2 separate regions of the Rattus norvegicus genome follow, and region 2 is linked to region 1. Evidence: chromatin contacts called from public Hi-C data. All regions are on one chromosome and are shown on one strand. The core of a region is the stretch at or near the end of the contact, and the rest is flanking DNA. Distances in the headings are between cores, read along the strand shown.

The links. A called contact is a pair of places that touch in the nucleus more often than the background predicts.
Region 2: a contact with region 1 is called in a Hi-C map of Schwann cells, with 2.8 times the contacts expected there. The contact joins the enhancer-like site here to the promoter of Ust in region 1. A contact is called at or near these places in 2 of 12 Hi-C or Micro-C datasets (the A7r5 cell line and Schwann cells).

The regions. Positions count from the first base shown.
Region 1 is chr1:4,779,808-4,784,142 of GRCr8, forward strand. Ust (uronyl-2-sulfotransferase) reads right to left here and starts at 2,549. Exons shown (of 8, transcript NM_001108458.1): 1 at 1,926-2,549. The coding sequence starts at 2,175.
Region 2 is chr1:4,839,476-4,843,810 of GRCr8, forward strand. No RefSeq gene overlaps it. Among named protein-coding and RNA genes, the nearest start is that of Rnu6-884, 35 kb to the right of the region's middle. Within about 2 kb of position 2,411, at least 4 of the 93 cell types and tissues checked have an H3K27ac peak or open chromatin away from gene starts, as enhancers often do. A contact at or near this core is called in the A7r5 cell line and Schwann cells, where this site is marked.

The DNA.
Region 1 (4,335 bases), core at 1,299-3,798:
CCTGTGTGGTTATGCTCTAAAATACAAAATGTAGAGAAGAATGGTTGGCCAGCAAGTCTAAAAATAGCTTGCTTGGGCTGATATAGTTAAGAACATACTTTATTAGGTCTCACCTAATAAAGCAGAGAATGAACAGGTGACTACCATACACACCAAACTTTCCTGATGCTACCTTTCAAACGCCCTGGCTCCTCACCCAGGCCTGGGTTTCCTTTTTCACACAAAGGGTAACAGAACCGCAAAACTGTAAGAGCTGGGTTCAGGTTTGAGGGGAAAAGGTTCAAACCCTAATTACACAGAGAAGAGCCAAAGCTGTTAAGTTTGAGCAACCGTGCTCAAAGCAAAGCACTCCTGGGAAAACATGGGGCCTTCCAGCCCCATACAACATAGGAGGAAGCTCTGCACCCTGGACCGCCACACTTAACTTAAAAGAGCTTTTGGTGGTGGGTGGTGCACAACAGATTCTATGGAAGAGTAGCCCTGAGCTTCAGTGCTGACCAACAGGAGTGGACACTAGTTCCTGATAGTGAAGATGAAATGACCAAGAGCAAGAGCGGGCGTCTGAAAGCAGGAAGGAAGGTTCAAGGTTCCAAAACGTAGAACAGAGAATGAAGAGGTTACTCTCACCAATAAAAAGGGCTATTAACCTAAAACCATAAAGCCGGATGCTGAGAATTACGCTTCAGAAATCTGACAAAGGCAATATTTTCTCTTTAATCTTCCACAGAGGTTCCTGTGAAATCACAGTGCCCCCAATGTTTTACCTGAAATGAAATTTTAACTTTAAAAAAAAAAAAAATCCCAGCTTCTGTCCGAGGAAGCAATACGATTTTATCAGCTTACACCACTCCCAAACACTTTATTGGTGTGGTTTTTTGTGGCTTTCTTGGTTCTTTTCCTTCCAAACAGGCCTGCTGTTACTAGATGTGTGGCTTCTGTGAGGAAAGGGACCTTTGAGGTAACTGTGAGTCGCCAGTTTGGCCCATTCTTGTCCCAGCACTTTGATGAACCTGAACTGACTCTGGGCCTGCAGATGGCCACTGTAGCTTCTTCCACTCAGATTTACCACCTCAGAGACAACCTCTGCACGACCTCTTCTGGCCACAGAAGTCAAGGTATTTACATCCTCCCTTAGCCAAGGCTTATGAGCCAGCATCATCCCAGGGACCTGGGCGAGTGCAGGCCAAACCTTGGCACTCAGAATCATGGATGAGAGAGGAGGGAGGTAACACCTCACTGAAATCTGTTTTCTTGGGTTCCGACCTCTTCCTTATTCAGCCACGAACCAAGAAGAAAAAAAGTTGACCTGAGACACATACATGGTGGAAGTTCGACAGGTCACAGAAGGCGACACAGCTGACTGGCACCTAAAGACAGCACCAATTTCTCCTGCACTCTCGCTGCAGTCCGCGGGGTGCGCAGGTGCTGCCAAGGAACAAACCAACCTAAGGATGGAATCACCTGGGCCAACTCACAAAAGGGGAACCCACCGGATAGAATAGCTAAAAGTGACTGGGAAACGGGGCTAAACCAACCCACACAACTCAGAAAGCCAGACGGGACAGGATCGTAAGTCTTTAACCACATCACAGAGACTGTCCACGCACCGCCAGGCCAGAGTACACACAAACACTCATAAACATGCTCCTGTCTACTCTGCCCCAGTTGGAGTGGCGATATGGGGACGGGTACGAGACCTCAGGACTTGGGACACCTGCCCGGCGCCCCGCGGCGCCTGCGGACTGCCTGGAGTGCAGTAGGGAGCAGGCGCTCCCAGCTGCCGCACGCAGGGATGGACGCTGGTTGGCATCCCACCTGGGGAGTCTCAGGGACCGTGGTGGCCGTGACAGCTTTAGAGATTTCCCCACTTATCATCCTTTCCCCGGGTGCCCAACTTTGCGGGGTCCGGCGCAGTCCTTTCTTACCCAAATACTGCCGCAGGTCGAGTAGAAAACGAGGGGGTCCCCCGCTGAGCTGGTAGAAAAGGGAGCCCAGGCAGAAGACCAGCAGCGTAGCCATGCAGAAACCGTAGTCCCGGAGGGAGAAGCGCAGGAAAGGCAGCAGCGGGATCCGGCGCTTGCAGCTGCCCAGGCACGGAGGGGCGCCCCCCACAGGGGCCCCATGGGGCCAGGGATCCGCGCCGCCGCCGGGATGCTGCTGCTGCTTCTTCTTCATCGCCCGCTCCGCCGCCTCGCACAGCCCGCCCGGGCCAGGAAGAGGTCACCCATCCGCCGCCAGCCGGAGCGCCTGGCCGGCCGTCTGCACATGGAGAGGGACGCACTGTGGGCAGCCGAGTGGGGGCGGGGAGGGGCCGAAGTTGCCGGGCTCAGGGTACTCTGCTCATCTTGGTCCCCACCGCTCGCTGCGGCCCCAAAGGGCCCAAGATGTTCCGGGCCCCGCCGTAGAGGGTAGCGATTGCAACCCACGCCCGGTCGCGCGTCCCACTAGCAGCCCCGTGTCCCGTGGCAGCCCTGCGCCCCAAGTCCCGCCGCGCCCCGGGCTCGCTCCCGGCTCGCCTCCAGCGCCAGCGTGGACCCCCCGGGCTTTGTGTGGGTCGCGGGCGGCGTGTTTGGTCCCGGATCAGGCTCGGCTAGCTCAAGGCAGGGAGGATCAGGAGGCGGACACCACCCTCTCGCTCCACCTCCTTGACAGGGGCTTCCCTTCCCTTCCCTCCTCGCCTCTCCTCCTCTCCTCTTTCTCTCCGGCTCAAGGCGGCCGGCTCTCCTCCCTCCCCACACTCCCCTCCCTCTCCACCCCGGGTCTCGACGCTGGACTCGGTGTCACGTTACGGCTTCTGCTGGGGCGGGCAGGGAGGGAGGAGGGGGCCGAGGATCAGCAACAAGGAAGAAAGTTTCTGGGTGTGTGGTTTGTCGTCTCCCCCACCCCCGCCTCCCCCTCCGTTCTCTACAATCCGGTCTCGGTTCCTGCGCTACCAGCGACCTCTTGGGGCCCCGCTGACTTCGCTCTCATAAACAGTCGCCGAGTTGGAGGATTTGACTACGTTTGTCTTTTCATTTTGAGAACTTGATTCTCTTTCTATATCCCAAGCGACCCATCTACCAAAGGCCGATACAGTGTGCTGGGATATGGGTTCAACACCTAGCCCGGACGATAAAAAGGCAATAGGTAGGTTTTTTAATGAAACACGCCGGTCAGGGCCAGGCGGGTAGCGCCTGCACGCCCCTGGCTGAGAATCAGAGGGCGCTTTTTTCTTGCCCTCCCTGGTCCTACAAGCACTCCACTGGAAACAGGGGTACTAAGCTGACTCCAGGAAGTCCTTATAGCAGATAGAAAAAGTGGATGCTCTGTGCACTCAGGTACCTGTTTCACTATCTCTCTTCCCACCGCTAGGAAGTTTCTAGAACTTAAGCTTCTCAGACACCTATGGAGAACGGAACTGGTGATACTTGACAGTGCTGCTCTATCAGGCACACTTAGTCGTTTTTTGTTTTGTATTTTACTAATCACCAGCTACAGAAGTAATATGGCCAGAGAGTTACATTGTGTTTCCAGTGTCCTAGATTGTTTTTCTGTGACTTTAATAAACACCATTGGCCCAAAATAACATGGAGAAGAAAAGGATTTGTTTGGCTAACCAGTTACAGTCCATTATGGAAGGAAGCCGAGGCAGGAGGAACCTACAAGCAGGAACTGGAGCAGAAACTATGGAGTAATGTGCTTACCCGCGGCTTCCAGGTTCACCTTACTGCTGTCTTTCTTACACATCCCAGGCCCACCTGCTTAGGAATAGTTCAGCCAGCTGTGGGCTGGCCTTCCTACATCAACTAGCAATCACGAAAATGCTCCCCGGGTATGAGCAAAGACCAATCTGTTGGAGACAGTTCCTCAATAAGGTTTTTCTTTTCCAGCTGCGCGTTAAGTCGCCAACAAACATGACATTTAGTGACATAAGAAGGTAGGATGGTGAACAAGACAGATATATTAACCACTGCAAATCTGGCACTGGCCAGATTTCTTCATGGTTTCCCTGCAATTAGCAAAAAAGACCATTTAGCTGGGGCCACGTGATTCTGTTACCTCTCATCTCTGATCCCCAACTCATTCTAAATATTCCAGTAATCAGGAGATGGGGGACAGGTCGGTTAAGAGCCTCGTAACTCCAGGACTGTCTTCCTGAAAACTTTTAAAACCTTGTCCCTCCAGAGATTACTCCACAGAAAATTGAGGAATGGGACGCTGGGAGTAAGAATTCAAACTGAAGGGCAGAACGCAAGCTGGTTAGTTTTAAATGTCACAGTCACAACCTAGAATCGCTGGAAAGAACCTCAATTAAAGAATTGCCTAGTTGGGGATTTAGCTCAGTGGTAGAGCGCT
Region 2 (4,335 bases), core at 1,161-3,660, 60 kb after region 1:
CCTCTGCTACTTTCCTTAGATGAGGAGAGAGATTCCATGACCCCTTTCATACAATGGTCTCTCTGGTTGTCTGTGCAGGGATAACCCCTGGCACATTCCTGGTCTCAGCAGATTTCTGTAGTCTTGGAGGCAAATGACCCCTTGTTCGATTACGTCATCGTCCATGGTCTTCTTCACTGCCCCACACTTAGCTTTCAGGAAACTTGCTTGGTAGACTGACCTCAACCACAGGGATCTGCATCCCTCCGTCTCCTGAGTACTAGGATTAAAGGTATGCACTGCCTCACATAGACCTAAGACTTTCTTTACCTGGACCTCGTCTATAGAACAGGCTGGCCTTGAACTCCTCTGAGTTCTGTTGACCTCTGTTTCATGAGCGTTGGGATTAAAGTCATCCTACCACCATACCTGGGCCTAAGCTTTTCTTTAATTCTTTTTTTGTACGAAATGGAAGCTTAGCTGGATGCTATTTTGCCCTGAGGTCACGTTTCCCTTAATTCCTTTTCACATCTTTAATCTGGTTATCTACTTGAACACAGGATTTGGCTCCATTCTACTTCCTGGTGTCTCTTGTGTCTTTGAACCATATATTCTGAATTTTTCCTTTCTAAGCTTGCTACATTCCATCAAAACCCTCTTCCTAAGAGTGAACCACTGGACAGAGTGAGTCCAATGTGAGCCTGTTTTGAGATTTCCTTAAAATGCAATTAATCCAAATATTTTCACATTAGCCTCAGGCAGATTCTTTAGACAAGTACAAAAGGCAGCCACATTCTTCAGCAAAATATCACAAGAATGCTCTCTAGGCAGCATACTAAAAACTCTTCTCTGAAACCGCTTGAGCCAGGCTGTCACAGTTCAAATCACCCTCAGCACCAATGTCTTCAATATTCCTACAAGGCTGACCCATTAGTCCCGACTTAAAGCATTCCACCGCTTTCCTAACCCCAAATCCTCAAACCCATATTCCTTTAAACAGAAGCCTGGTCAGGCCTATTATAGCAATACTGAGTTCCTGGTAGCAAAGTTCTGTCTTAGGGTTTCCATTGCTAGGAAGAGACACTGTGACCAAGGAAACTCTTCTAAACAAAAACGTTTAATTGGGGCTGGCTTACGGTTTTAGAGGTTTACTCCATCATCCTTATGGTGGGAAGCATTGTCAGCATGTAGGCAGGCATGAGGTTGCCAGGAGACACTGGACTGTATACTGGACAGAACTTGAGCATAGGAAACATCAAACCAGTCCCCACCGTAACATAATTTCTCCAACAAGGTCACATCTACTCCAAGAAGGCCACACCTCCTAATAGTCCTATTCCTCAGGGGCCAAGCATTCAAACACATGAGTCTTTGGGGGCCATACCTAGTTAAATAACCACAGTCACTCTCTTCCTGTACAATGCTTTTCTTCCTAGCTTTCAGGCTCATGATTTCTACACCCAGCATTCTACTTCCCACATTCTTGTGGGAAGGAAAACAGCAGCTATCCGCATAGCACACCAAAGCTAGTTGACATCACTGCAGCTGTGAGATTAGCGTCACAGTTGAATGTCGTCTGATTAAACTAATTCATTTAACTAATGTAATAAAGCAATCACAAGGAATGCGTGTTGATTTTACATAATTAATTTAAAGTCACTTTAAAGGGATAAATAATTTGAGGGAGGAGAAACAACTTAGTCGGCAATGCGTTAGCCTTGTAATTGTGAGGTCTTCCGTTCTAATACTTGGATTGCAAGTAAAATGTCAAGCGTGGCTGTGCTTGCATAATTCTAGCTCTGGGAGGCAGAGCCCAGCAGATTCCTGGTACTCACTACCCATTCAGCCTGGCCTACCTGCCAAAGGTCCAGAGGCCACTGAGAGACACTGTCTCAAACACGAGGTGGAAGATGTCTGGGCAACGATACTTACCTACATACACGCTATAAAATAAATAAATGATTAAAATAAATTAAAATAGTAGAAATAAAATAATAAATAGCAATAAATAATTAAAAGATAAGTAAAGTATTTCTCTGCTTTATGTAATGGCACATGGATGTTTAACATAAAATGAAACTAACTTTATTTAATAAATTGGAGGGACTGGAGGTTTCTGATAATGATGGCATGCTTTGGCCTTTAGATCCTACATATGGACCATGCTCTTGGCTGGGAGGGATGCGGGAAGGCAGAGTGGCTGCTCAGAATCTGACTGCTGGGTTACATGGCCGGTCCGTGGGCTGCAGAAGCAATTTTGCCTCTGCTTTTTCATGATCCAGTGGCTGAATTTTATAGTCAACGGCAGTGAGAAAAATCAGGCAACAATACTTTCGAAGCAGAGAAATTGAATCACCAGAGAGCATCAGGGCTGGGGGGTGAGGGACAAAGAGAAAAATGGCAGAAATAAAGGCCACATAATCACTGAAAAATAAGGCAACAAAAGAAGCTTTTTAGAAGGCAGAGGTTTAGGAGCAGGAGTTGAGTTGGAGTAAGAAACAGAAGGAGACTGTTGGAAGGAAAAGAGGCGTGGGAGGGAAGCATTCTGGAGAAGCGGCTTCCAAGGCTCCAGGAAATGAATGGGTTATATTTTTCAGAAGAACCCCAAATTGCTCAATTACTCTCTGGAGTTAGTACAAGATTAAATTAGAGACGTAAAGAGAAGGGAACACAGGAAAACAGCAAATGATTCCTCCATAGTGGAGGTAAACATCCGCTTTCTTAAAAAAGAAAACTGAAAAGGAGAAGTGGAAAAAACGAATACATAAAAGGAAGAGGTTTTGCTTCAAAATATTCAGCAAATGAAATAATAAAATTGAATAAGGCCATAAAACCTTAATATTTATGAAGATAGTTGATTGAATCCGTGAGAAACTACTAACAGACAGCAATTTAATGCTGAAGAAATTAGAATCATTTATTTGTTATTATACTGTTATATTCATTGGGCTTTATAGAGCTGGAATAAAGGACACACTATGACTTTTGTTCTAATTAATTGAAATAACGATAGTAGATACTTTTTAATGAAGAACTAGGTTGATGAAGTAAAAGGAGAAGCCTATATTCTCTATATTACTGAACATCAGGAATATCTGCTCATATCAGAAAAAAGTGTTAGTGTTAAAGTAGTTTATTCACAAGATCACGTTGAATAATCTTAATTCGAAAGCCTACTTCTAAGCTGAAGAACACCATCCCCTGAATAGTGGTTCAGAGGACAGACCCCGTTACCAGGCTAATTGTCAAATTCTCTCATGTGATTCAATGATCTTAGACAAATTAGCTGTTATTCCCTGAGTCTGCTTCCTTGTTCTATGAGGCTGTCAATTATATTGGAATCATAAAATCAGGTGAATCCAACAGAAGGGTAAATCGGGAGGCTGATGGAATAGGAGAGAATATTTATATGGGCAAGAAGTCACCTTCACTCACACCTCCCACCAGGAGTCCACGGCGTACATGTCAAGTCTGTCCTATGTCCTAGGTCTACAGAATTAAGCCAGACCACAGTCTGCCAGGAGATTCTTCAATGAGAGTCAAAGCAGAACAGGAAACCTGGCAGAGAGCTGGATCTTCCTGAGTTGTCCCGATTCTAACTAGAGTGGGACTCAGAGGGACTGTAGCACTGTGCGAGTCATGATGTGTTGTTGTAAAAATAGAATAATAATTATGAGTAATTGTCTTTTACCCCACTAGGTCCGCGCTGCGGTGTCCCAGGCCATATGGCTCGTTGATCTGTTGTTGTAAAAATATAAAAATAAATCGGTAATGTTGGTCTTTTACCCCGCTAGCTCTGCACCGCGGTGCCCCAAGATATCTGCTAGGTATCTTGGCGGAAACACATCCCAGCCGCACACTTTCTTACACTCAAACCCTCACATAAAAGAACACACAACACAACAATCTTTGACCCAATTGGTAAGATATAATTGCCCACTTAAACATACAAAGCCCGGTACCATCCATCCCTTGAGAACATTAATAACAACTTGTAAATATACAGAGCAGAATCTTAACATCACCTGCCATCTTGTCCTGCCACGGCTTCTCTCCCTCTCTCCCTCCTGTCTCTCCTCTCTCCTTTAGTCTCCTCCTCTTCCTTCAAACTTCTCTCCCGCCCATCCTTCCTTCTCCTCCAATGACAGGCCTCCTTCTATCCTGTACCTGCCCCTCACCAGTACTTTACAAATTCAATGGAGAGGTGGTTCTGGTGAAGTCATCTGAGTTCTGAGTCCTAGACTAGGCAGCTGTCCTTGGGGCAGTGGAATTAGCATCAAAATACAGTAGCTTCAGGGCAAACCACAACAATGATGGGGTCAAAGTAGCAGAAGGGTTGCACAGGACCCTGACAAT